2 separate regions of the Astyanax mexicanus genome follow, and region 2 is linked to region 1. A link is a contact called in public Hi-C data. All regions are on one chromosome and are shown on one strand. Each heading gives the region's core, a stretch centred on a gene start, on an enhancer-like site or on the middle of the called end of the contact. The rest is flanking DNA. Distances are from core to core; before and after follow the strand shown. Region 1 overlaps ndrg2 (NDRG family member 2). Region 2 has its middle 3.6 kb from the start of ndrg2.

Region 1 (6,486 bases), core at 1,708-4,207:
TTGGATGTGTCTGTCAACAACACACGCACATACACAAAAAGCAAAATAACATTAGAATTTACCACCTGTTTTAAATTACAGACTAAAAAAAAGCTCCCTGCTTTTTTGTTGCTATTTAATTTTAGGCCTTTATTTCTGAACTCTGTTTGAGTATGTTTGGGTTTTGCTCTTTAAAAGGAACGTTTAGACCAAAAATCAAGGATGCCGTTCTTTAAAGTTCTTTTGCTTCTTTTAGTTCTGCTCTGCAACAGATTAACAACGGTTAAATGTAGCACAACTTTTATTTTACATGCACGATTGTAGGACAAAAAATTTAACAAATAATCGGCAGATTAGTTGACTACTAAAATAGTCATTAATTGCACTAATGACTAGCAACCAACTACATTAATTAGGATACAATCTAGAAAAAAATTGGATCGGAAAGTAGTATTACCATGTGTTCACACTGGCAGGGAACAAGTCGATCATGTCTCCCCTTGTTTGTCTGCTTTCTATTAAACAGAAAGAACAAAACCAGTAGTTATAATCCTTTTTAGATCCTCCACTAATGGGATATGAACAAAGTGTGGTATGAATCAAAAGATCACAGAGCAGAAGCTGAAAAGAGGAATTCATTCCTTCAAATGGACGTAATAATTCATTTATATAAAGTTGACTAAATCGCAACTCAGTTGTGCACTTCCGTAGGAAATGATTGTTTTTCTGTCAGTGTGAAAGCGCGGTATGAGAGATGGATTAAATCGAGTTCAGCTCAGACCCGTTCCCCGCTGAATCTGTACTGATGATCCGCTCAGCTCCACCTGAGTGTGTTCTCAGCTCCACCTGCTGGCCACTCCCCTCACACAGCTGCAGCAGAGCACACCTGAACACACCTGAGCACACGTCCTGGTGACTCTGCAGAAATCTGACAGATTTATACTCACTGCAAACCAGCGGGGTAGAGGGAGAGAGAAGAAGACAGAGATAGAGAGGTAGAGAGAGAGATAGATAGAGAAGAAGAGAGGTAGAGAGAGAAATAGAGAGAGATGGAGATAGAGAGGGAGAGAGGAAGGAAGACAGAGGTAGAGAGAGAGGTGGAGATAGATAGACAGACAGAGAGAGGGAGGGAGAAAATGAGGTGGAGAGAGAGAAGGAGGATAAGAGAGTGAAGTAGAGGTAGAGATGGAGAGAAATAAACAGGCGAGAAAGAGGGAGTTAGAGAGAGGGATATAGGGAGGTAGAGGGAAAGAGAGAGAGGAAGACAGGTAGAGAGAGATGGAGATAGACAGAGAGAGGGAGAGAGAGAGGGATGAAGAGAGAAGTAGAGAGATGTAGAAAGAGAGAGGGGGGAATAAAAGAGAGAAGTAGAGAGAGAGAGAGAGAGATGCTGTGATGACTAATCGTTCCCGTTTGAGATGGAGAGACAGAGGCTCCCTGAGGCAGCCTCCCAACACACACACACACACACACAGACACTTAAACAAACACAATTATTTTAAAACAGACAACTAATCTACATACATTTTAAAACCTAAAAGTAGTAAGATTATAAAACACGCTCATGATTATTTATATACAGCTCTGGAATTTCTGCACCAGGAGTAAAGCAGCATAAAGTTATCCAAAAGCAGTGTGTAAGACTGGTGGAGGAGAACATGATGCCAAGATGCATGAAATTAAAACTGTGATTAAAAACCCAGCAGGGTTACTCCACCATGTGTATATATATGTATGTATATATATATATATATATATATATATATATATATATATATATATATACACATGACCAGTTAACACAGTGTTAAATGGGGCGTGCTGTGAGATGGTCAGATAAGAAAGGTCACTACATGAATAATAAACCCACTGCAGGGAGGAACAATATTATCACTCACTCTCTCTTTCTGTCTCTCTCTCTCTCTCTTCTCTTTCAATGCTAATTACTTCTTTCTGCAGATTCTAATTAAAATGCTGATTAAACCCCTGTAGAGTCTCTCAGGTCCCCATGGACTTTAGAGAAGCTTGTATCTATATATATGTGTGTGTGTGTGTTAGTAAGGTGATTATATATTAAATATATATGTATGTTCTGTGTTTTCCTGTAGGAAACAGGAAGGAATCGTCATGACGACCGCAATGCAGGAGATCGCCATCACGGAGGACAAGCCTTTACTCACCGGCCAACCAGACGCTGTGAAGGTCAGACACACACACTATACACACTATACACACTCACACACACACACACACACACACACACACACACACACACACACACACACACACACTATACACACTATACATACTCACACACACACTCACACACACACACACACACACCATACACACACACTATATATACTGAAACACTCGTTCTGATACAGTAACAGGTTGTGAGGTTATACGTACTGCAGACTGTTCTTCCGGGAATATATATATATATATATATATATATATGTTCATCTATCTGTCTGTTTGCCCATCCATCAATCCATTCAGTTATCTGTTCATCCATCCTTCCCTCCATCTATTGATCGGTTTCTCTCTCTGTCAGTCTGTCTGCCCTTCAGCCATCTGTTTATCTGCTTACATATATATATATACATCTATCCGTCTGTGTTGTCTTCTTTCTCTGTCTTTCTTTCTTTCTTTCTTTCTGTCTGTGTACTTCTCCATCTGTCCATCCATCTATCTGCTCATCTGTCCATCAGTTACTCAGTCAGATATGCAGTGTTTAAAGTCTTCTCTCTCTCTTTAGAGGGGTTGAGATGTTTAAATAGTGCAGATCTGCTGAATATTAAACTCAGCGTTTATCTGCTGCTCTGAATCAGAGAGAAGCTCAGAGTCCACAGATCTTTATTTCCACACTAATGGAAGCAGAAATAAGCCAGGCTGTTTTTAGCCGGGGGATTTCTACGTCACGGCCGATACTGCCATCAGAGCTTTTGTTCGTCATCTCTCCTCCGCCCGGCGTCACGTGGAGCTCCGCTCTCCTCCCATCATCTGAGGGCTCGCTGATCTTATTGGTGATGGGCTCTGGTGCCGGGGGCACAGCTGCCATATATTTAGCTTCCTATGTTTTAAATTCAGCTGAATTAAGGATTCCTGTATGTGGAAATATAGATTTAGACCTGGTTCATCTCCTGAGAGCTCCTGGAGCCCCCTGCTGGAGATTCTGAGACTTATCACTTCAGTGCACTCACTCATATAAATGAAATCAGCTTTATATAACAAATTACTGTGTATAATTTACTTTCATAAATATACTACTCCGGAAAAAATTAAGAAACCACTTAAAATGATGAGTTTCCTTGATTTCACCATATTAAAAACCTCTGGAATATAATCAAGAGGAAGATGGATGATCACAAGCCATCAAACCACCAAACTGAACTGCTTGAATTTTTGCACCAGGAGTAAAGCAGCATAAAGTTATCCAAAAGCAGTGTGTAAGACTGGTGGATAAAAAAACTGTGATTAAAAAACAGGGTTATTCCACCAAATATTGATTTCTGAACTCTTAAAACTACTTCATGAATATGAATATGCTCTGCATCTTTTTTCCTTATTTCAGTCATTTCTCATTTTCTGTAAATAAATGCTCTAAATGAGAATATTTTTATTTGGAATTTGGGAGAAATGTTGTCTGTAGTTTATAGAATAAAACAACAATGTTCATTTTACTCAAACATAAACCTATAAATAGCAACATCAGAGAAACTGATTCAGAAACTGAGCTCTCTGTTTTTTCCCAGAGCTGTATATATTTGGACGATATATTTTCAGAAAAATAATAGCAATGAACGATATTTATAAATATATCAGAACATCGCAAGACAGACAATGGTTTACCGTACTGAATCAATTGTTAAAAACACAGTATTGATGTAAATATATAAAAATAACAGTTTTTACTCAAATATATGTGTTATTAGATTCAGAGTTGAAAAAATATATTAAAAAATATGTTTAATTTGGAAGAGTTACAACAATCAAATGGCACCTATTCGATGGAATGGATGACCATATGTTAAAATAGCACTAAAACTACCACAAAAACATCACATTTATACTAATTTTTATATGGTAAATATGTAACTGTGCATTTTTATATGTTTATATTTTGTTGTGTTTCTCTCTCTTTACAGGAGGCTGAGATTGCAGCCAGAATACTGCTGGATCAGGGACAGGTGAGATACTCTCTAAACAAGGTTGATGGGATGTAAAATGATCAGCTCTTTGCTGTGTATGTTTATAATGCTATATATTTATAATGTGTTTTACAGGAGCACAGTATTGAGACTCCACACGGTTTGCTGCATGTGACGCTGCATGGCACAGGAAACACCCGGCGACCTGCTATTCTCACCTTCCACGATCTAGGAATGGAGAGTACGTTATACACATATATAAAACATACATATACAACACGTCTATATAACTGAAAAACGTTAATTTATGCTGGTATTTAAAATAGAAACTAAGGAAAATTAAACATTTGTCAGAATACTGAGCGGTTTGCTTTAAATTGTGTAAATTAAATTGTTAAATCAATTGTGTAAATGTACGCTGGCATATGGAAAAGCATGTTTGGCAGAATAATGAATATTTTGCCTTTTTTATCATTGAATAATATTTTAAAATATTTATTTAACACATATTTAATATTCAAGCCAAAAACGTAAAAAACGCAAACACATTTACCTCAGTAGTGCTATTCTATTCATGCATTTACTTCAGCAGTGTTATTCTAATCATAAATGGACCTGAGCAGACCTATTTGAATTATACATTTACTTCAGGAGTGCTGTTCTAACCATACATGTACCTCAGTATTGCATTTCTTATTGTACATTTATCTCAGCAGTGCTTTTCTAATCATACATATACTTCAGTAATTATGTTCTAATCATACATTTACTTCTACAGTGCTGTTCTAGCCATGAATTTACGTCAGCACTGCAACTCTTCTAATCTAGTCTACAGTCTTCCTTAAGCATTAATTTACATTTTAATTTTTGTCTAAATTTGCTTGTTTCTCTCTCTAAGGTAAGAGTTGCTTCTCCACTTTCTTCAAGTTTGAGGAGATGCAGGAGATAGTGAAGAACTTCACTGTGGTTCACGTGGACGCTCCAGGACAGGAGGACGGCGCTGCCCCCTACCCTGCAGGGTATGAATTACAGAGTTATACAGGAGTTTCAGTTTAGTTTTCCAGCACTGAGACTGGTGTAGTTTTAGCATTAGCTTCTAGGTGCGCTAGCTTTTTCGTCATTCAGAGATGATTATTATCAAACTGTAGCCTGCCCCTAATCCTGGCTAGCACTGCTGGAGCAGCATTAGCATTAATCGCAAACCACACTAAGCACTAGCTATTTTGCTCTTGAGAGGTGAGTATATCAGACTGTAGCCTGCTGCTAACCCTGGCTAGCACTGCTGGAGCAGTATTAGCATCAGTCAGTAACCACGCTAAGCGCTAGCTTTTTCTCTTCTGTTCAGAGGTGAGTATATCGGACTAGTGTCTGTGCATGTACCGTGTTAAAACAAGCTACGTGGGATGAACCACTAGCTTATATCCCTCTGGCTTACGGGAACACTCAGGGTTCCTCAGAGTAGCGCTGTCAGGTGCTAGCGGTTAGCTGCTAATGCTAATGCTCCAGCTTTAGTGCTGGAGAAATTCAGGAATCTAAGCTTACTGTAAAAGATGGAAGCTTTTCAGGAGAAAAATCCGTGTAGATTAACATCCATTTTTAAAAATGACAGTTTTGTTTACTTAGCTTAGCTTTAATTTACTTAGTTAGCTACTCCCCCAAAACACTACCCAGCGGCGAGTCCTGCTAAGAATTAGAAGATCCGAATAGTGCCTCTTTAAATGTTTGTTATAATCTGATGTGTATTACGTATGAAAATACACCATAAAATAGACATTCATTGATAGTGCGCCTTATAATGTAAAAAATACAGTGATAACATGTCAAAATAACAGTTAGCATGTCGTTGGTCTGTTTCAGGTATCAGTACGCCTCCATGGATCAGCTTGCAGAGATGATTCCTGCGGTTCTGCAGTACTTCAAGTGAGTTCCTCCCCTCAGTCAGGACTCAGTTCAATTTTTTTATTGATTTATTTCTGTTTTTTAAAACAATGCACAAAAAAACAAATTTTTTTAACTGTGTTTCTGCTTTATTTATTTCTCCTGTGGTACAGTTTCCGTTCTGTGATTGGAGTTGGAGTCGGAGCAGGAGCTTACATCCTCTCACGGTTCACGGTAAACTAATTGATAATTTTTATGTAATTTTAGTGTTTTTTTACTATTATTTTAAAATGTTCTGTATTGTAGATTAATACTAAATTGAGATTGTTTTCTCAGTCCGTTTTATGAGGTAGAGTCACCTGGAATTCAGGCTTTCAGTTAACAGCTGTGCTGAACTCATCAAGAGTTAATTACTTGAAAAAATTACTTTGTAAAACAAACACTAAAACAGTAAGACAAGGTAGAAATAAAATAA
Region 2 (6,229 bases), core at 1,110-3,609, 34 kb before region 1:
AGAGAGGCAGACAGTAAGAGAGAGGGAGACAGGCACTGTACAGCCTGGGGGTGATTTATTGAGAGTCTGGGTCCTTTGGGGGGGTTGATGGAGGGATGGGGGAGGAGTGCTGAAATACCTGTCTGTTTTCTTTTTGAGAATGTGTTTATTCAGCAGCATCCAGCAGATGTGCAAATCTGTCATCTAAGCAAGATCTATCAACGAGTTGATAACCGTACGGCTTGTGTGTCTTTGCTATCGTAACGTCGGGAAAAGTACAAAAGTACATAGTATTTTATTTACTATTCTGTTTATTGTTGATGTAAAAGTTGGGTTTGTGCTGCTGCATTGCCAAGATAGCAATGAACGTCTGACTGTTAATTGCTGTCAGGGTTTAAATCAGTCAGTGGAGCTCCTGTGTTTTCTGTTGCAAGATAAACAAGCAAAACTCCAGAAATTCACTCCAGAATATTGCATCATTGTTGTATGAAGGGTTGATGGAGTGTTCATAAGAGAAAAAAAATAAATAAAAAGAGAGAAAGACACTCCAGAGGAGAATGAGTTGCAGTTTCCATTCAGGCCTTCCGTCCCAGTGGCTCTTTACGAGCGAGGGAGCGAGGGAGAGAAGAGGCTGGGGCTCTGAAAAGGTGGAGAGAAAGATCTGGAAGCAGAAAGAGAGGGAGAGAAAATGAAGGGAGGAAACAGAGGAGGGATTAGAGCTCTCCTGAGGAGAAACCAGATCTCTCTCTCCAGGCCTCGCTCTGTTTTTCTGTTCTTCATATATACACACATCCTCTCATTCATCCCCCTCTCTCTCTCTCTTTTACTCTCTCTCTCGCTTTCTCACTTTCTCGCTTTCGCTATTGTTGAGGTCACACAATGCCCTGTTTTTCTTTCCCTCATTAGATCCAAAGGAGGTGTAATCACCCGTGAACATCCCGCCATACAAGATCATCCAGCTGCAGTCTTCACAAACACCTCACTTTCTTTATTATAGCAAAATATATCTTTAAATAAAATATAATTTACTAATTACAAAAATAAGATATGTAATTAAAAACATTAATATAAACTACGTAGAACACTTAAAAATAGCATTTATTACCCCAATCCCCACTCTCTAACTATAAACTTTACCATGAAATATATTTATTAAAATCCTTCAGAGATATATATATTACCGTAACGCATTACCCTTATCATCTAAAACATCTGGAAAACATCATTTTACAACAGGAAGTCACATCTACAACAGAAGATGTCACTAATATATATAACTTAGCAAACAGCTCCTCTACTGCAACTGCCAAGCACCTTAGCGACCATCAAGCCACGACATAGCATTCAACGCAAACCATAGCAACACCTTGGCAACCACCTATGTTGAATACCGGATTATTCGGATTATTCTGCCACCAGCAGCCGGAGTCAGAGAGAGATAGAGAGAGCACATTTGAGGCCAATACACACTATTAATCTTAGTAGACTTAATCTCAGCAGCCAGAGTCCGAGAAAAAACACAATTAAGGCCAATACACAGGTAGGTACGTAGGTAGGTAGGCACTTTATTGATCCCAGAAGTACATTATGAAATATAATTTGAATATATATGAAATTCTGCTATATAATACCTTAGCAAACAGCACCTGTACCATAGCAACACTGTAGCAACTGCCAAGCACCTTAGCAACCATCAAGCCCAGCATAGTATCCAACGCATACCATAGCAACAGCTTGGCAACCACCTACAGTATGTTGACTACCAGATTATTCTGCTTTGCCATCAGCAGCCAGAGTCAGAGAGAGAGAGAGAGAGAGCAGCATTGAGGCCAAAACCCATTATTAATCTCAGGTAGCCTTAATCTCAGCAGCCGGAGTCCGAGAGAGAACACAATTGAGGCCAATATGTAGGTAGGTGGGTAGATGCGTAGGTAGGTAGTTCGGTAGGTAGGTACTTTATTGATCCCAGAAGGACATTATGAAATATAATTTGAATATATATGAAATTCTGCTATATAATATCTTTGCAACACTGTAGCAACTGCCAAGCACCTTTGCGACCATCAAGCCAGAACATAGCATCCATCGCAAACCATAGCAACACCTTGGCAACCACCTATGTTGAATACTGGATTATTCTGATTATTCCGCCATCAGCAGCCAGAGTCAGAGATAGAGAGAGAGCACAATTGAGGCCAATACACACTATTAATCTCAGTAGCCTTAATCTATTACTGAGAAACCACCATGAAGCATGGAACAGCAGGTGTCCACATACTGCTGGACAGTCTTGCTCATGGCCATAATTCACGGGACGGGCTGTGCAGTGCGTGTGGTTTTACACGGTCTGCTGCTGTAATGGGCTGGGTGGTTTCGGAGGGGAGGAAGCCGCAGTTTTGGAGTGTGTTTTGGTGTGGTCTAGTGGGAGGACAGTTTAGAGAGAGTGTGTGTGTGTGTGTGTAAGAGTGTGTGAGAGAGTGTGTGTGTGTAAGAGAGTGTGTGTGTGTGTGAGAGTGCAGACAGCTGCAGTGCTCAGTGAGGGAGGGGGGCGGCCAGGGTGGGCGTGTCCGTCTGTTTTCCACTGAGGGCTCGTGATTGGCTGGCGAGGGGCTCCGCTGGGAGTGACGTCACGATGGTGGCTGACCTACTTTGTAGTGCAGCAGTTAGCATGACATCAGCACTGTTACATAGATGTAGTCAACCCTGTCTCAGCTCTCTCTCTCTGTCCCTCTCTCTCTCTCTCTCTCTCTCTCTCTCTCTCTCTCTCTCTCTCTATCTCTCTCTCCCTCTCTTTCTCTCTCTCTGGTCCCTCAGTCACGATTTCTGATGGGAGGATATGAAATATGGAATATGAATGAGTCTGGCAGAAACAGAGGTGAAAGATTTATGAATTTCACAAGACGTCTCAATCTCACCCTGTGTCATCCTTTTTTTTTTTTTAAATATATACTGGTTTTAAAAATATATTGCACATTTTCTGTGCATATTTTAACAATAATTGCTATTAATGACATATAACAATAGTAGTGGTTATATGTATCGGTATATTTAAAGAGTGATAAAATAGAACAACTTTTTTTGTTTTAAGTAACAACTTCATCATGTATGTAACCCCTTTACACGCAACGTAAAATTACGTTCTTTTAATAAAATGACCCTATCATAAGAAGTGCTTTTAGTAGACAAAAATTGGGACCAATGCTACTGAGTTTTATTTAAGTTATAATAAAAAAATAATAATCATCAAATCTGTTGTTATATTATTTTAAATATTAAGTGATAACTGATCAATTTTTGTATTATATATGTATATACAATTCAGACATTGCACACATATATTTTTCTAATAACAGTAAATGTAATGAGGAGTAACATGTTTAGGTTGTAAAGTGACTTTTGGTTAGATTTAACTAATAATACACAGAAGTACAGAAAAAAAACACCTCAAACCTGAACTTAACCCCAAACTTAAACTTCTGTTCCACCAGTGTCTCTCGCTCCAGCTCCTCTCCCACTCTAACCACATCTCCAGTTCCAGTAACACCAGTGGTTTTGTAGTGGTGGTTTCTGTGTTTGTTCTTCTGAGGCCTTGCTGAAGTTTTGATGATAACCTCTGAAAAACTGGGCCTTGTCTTTATTTGCTCTGCGTTAACCCATTAATCTGGAGCTTTCCCTCATTAACACTTTCCTACAATTACTTTCCATTTATTAGGGGTTAAACAACACAGGTTTTTAAATATTTCTGTAATCGTTACTGTATTAAATGTGATGTTAATGGAGGTTAGAATGTGTTTTATTGTGTCCTATCAGAAATCAGCAAAACAACTCTGCCATCCTGGTTTTATAATTATATATTTTCTGTGCAATTTTAACAATAATTGCAAATAATTACATACATAAATCAATAGTAGTGGTGGTAGGCATTCTTTTCTTCTGGGAAGATATCGCACCTGATTTTGCTTTGCAACAGAATTTGCTTAAATCCCATTTTTTGCTCAGATCTGATCCACCTAAACTAACAGATCCAGCAAGGAGAACACTGGACAAAGAAGCAGCCAAGAGACCTATGGTCACTCTGGAGGAACTGCAGAGATCCACAGCTCAGGTGGATCAAAGTAAGCTGTAGATAGGACAACTTTAAGTCGTGCACTCAACAAATGTGTGGTAGAAGGTTCTGTGGTCAAATCAGACCATTTTTAGTACAATTAAGTATATTTTCTTTTTTTCACAAAATGTGGAAAAGATCAATAAATACGTATGAATACTTTTGAAAGCCACTGTACAGAGAATGTCTTTAACTTGCTAAAAAGGAGACTGAAGGGAGTAACCCCCCGAAATCAGTTCTGATACTTTTGCTGGCAAGAATAATAGGTGGGTTCAGATAAAGGGTCTCAATTGTTTTCAGGATAACTGTTCCAGTACTTGTAGCTGTTTTTGCTGATGTTTTCAGAGCGTTTTTCTTGTTTCGCCGGGCCATTTCTCCGTTATCTGTGTTAGCAGGAGTAGATAAGACCAGGGAGCATTATTGGCACAATATCTATGGTTAAGGGGGGGTTGGGGTGGTAGTTGTTAGCTGTTAGCCGGTAGCTGCTAGCCGATGAATCTGCTCTGCGGCCACTGGCTCTTTGCATGAACTAATGCTTAATTAGAAGTGCCAGCTGCTCCCAGAGACCACCACTGTTGTCAACAGCGCTAAGCTAATATAATGTGTGTGAAGACCCCGGGCTGGGTGATCTTCATTTGCAGCCTGGTCTATGAATCTGTGGCGTTTATAACACATGCTAAACCCACTTATAACATTTAGATGAGTGTGGAACGAGAACCGGAGAGCAGAACCAGATACACAGTCTGTACAGTGTGTTTAGACAGAGCTAGATGAGCTACAGTGGCTAACAGCGCTCGTTTTGTGTTTGCAGTACATGTAGACATAGTATTTAATATCTAACCACCTTCAGACAGCCTGTACCTGTTTTACTTAATCTTATTAATTCTTAACCTTTATTTTTTATTTTAGTTCTTCTTTTAGTTTTTTTTATTTCATATTAATTTGTTTCCTAATTGTTTATTATTATTATTTTAAATAGATTTGTATTATTGCTTTTTAACTTTTTTATTTTCTTTTATTATTACTATTTTTTATTATTATTATTATTTATTTTAGTTTTTAAGTTAATTAATTTATTTGTATTTTTATTGCATTATGTAAAAGTTAGTTTTAGCTAAAATTAACTTATTTTGTTGTATTAATCTTATTTTCTTTTGATCTTAATTTTTTTTATCAATTAAAATGATTTCTTTTATTTTATTCTAATTCTATTTTTATTGTTTATCTATTTATATTCATATTTGATTTACTGTTATCTTAAAATAATTCTCTGTCATGTCAATCCCTGTTTCTGTAAACGCTCGGCTACATTGAAAATGAGGGTTGCCCTCAATGTACATCCGAGTCAAAATAAAGTTTGATTGATTAGTTGATTAATTACTGGGTGGCTGAAATGACTGAAGTACATAATCTGAAAATTCCCCACATTACTCTTTCCTACTATTACTTTTAAAATATTTCTCTTTGTTCCTATATTGAATGTAATGTTAATATAGGTTAGAGTGTTTTACTGTGTCCTGTCAGAAATCAGCTACATCAGCAAGCTAATTATGATTATTTCAGACACATCAAAAGCAGATCAAATAAATATTTTAGGCTCATAAAAGGGCTTTACAAGGAATATTTCTGTTTATGTTTCTAATAATGTGAAAAAAATACCCACAAATGTAGTCAATGTTTGCATATTTACATAAAAGTACAAATGCTCCTGTTAGAAAATACTTAAGTAAAAGCTGAAGTGTAATTTATATTTTTATGTACGCAAAGTAAAAGTAAAGTGTCGTAAACAGTGTTTTTACATATTTACAGAAATGTGTTAAAATAATGGTGTATGCTAGAGCTGCAGCATCATCTGCAAAAATATACACATTAAATGTAATTTTCTGTAAACCTAATCTACTTATAATATGGAGTTTACATATATTTTATTCTTCTCAAAATTATGACTTATTATTTCAAAATAATTACTTAGTATCTGATAATATATTTTAAATATGACTTAGTATCTTATAATTATGACTTACTATTTCAAAATAATTACTGAGTATCTTATAATATCTTATAATAATTACTTAGTATCTCATAATCATGATTTATTAGAGGACCCTTATTTTTTAAGTGGTGAAAATGGGCTTCCACAGAGTT

What was found. Hi-C and Micro-C count contacts between places; a contact is called where the count stands out from the background.
Region 2: a contact with region 1 is called in a Hi-C map of blood, with 3 times the contacts expected there. The contact joins two enhancer-like sites. A contact is called at or near these places in 3 of 3 Hi-C or Micro-C datasets (blood and muscle).

The regions. Positions count from the first base shown.
Region 1 is chr25:26,344,277-26,350,762 of AstMex3_surface, reverse strand. ndrg2 (NDRG family member 2) reads left to right here. Exons shown (of 16, transcript XM_049472136.1): 2 at 2,088-2,181; 3 at 4,131-4,172; 4 at 4,269-4,374; 5 at 5,032-5,152; 6 at 5,991-6,053; 7 at 6,185-6,245. The coding sequence starts at 2,107. Among protein-coding and RNA genes, the nearest start is that of LOC125787642, 14 kb to the right of the region's middle. Within about 2 kb of position 2,957, the one cell type or tissue checked has an H3K27ac peak away from gene starts, as active enhancers do.
Region 2 is chr25:26,377,446-26,383,674 of AstMex3_surface, reverse strand. No RefSeq gene overlaps it. Among protein-coding and RNA genes, the nearest start is that of ndrg2, 3.6 kb to the right of the region's middle. Within about 2 kb of position 2,359, the one cell type or tissue checked has an H3K27ac peak away from gene starts, as active enhancers do.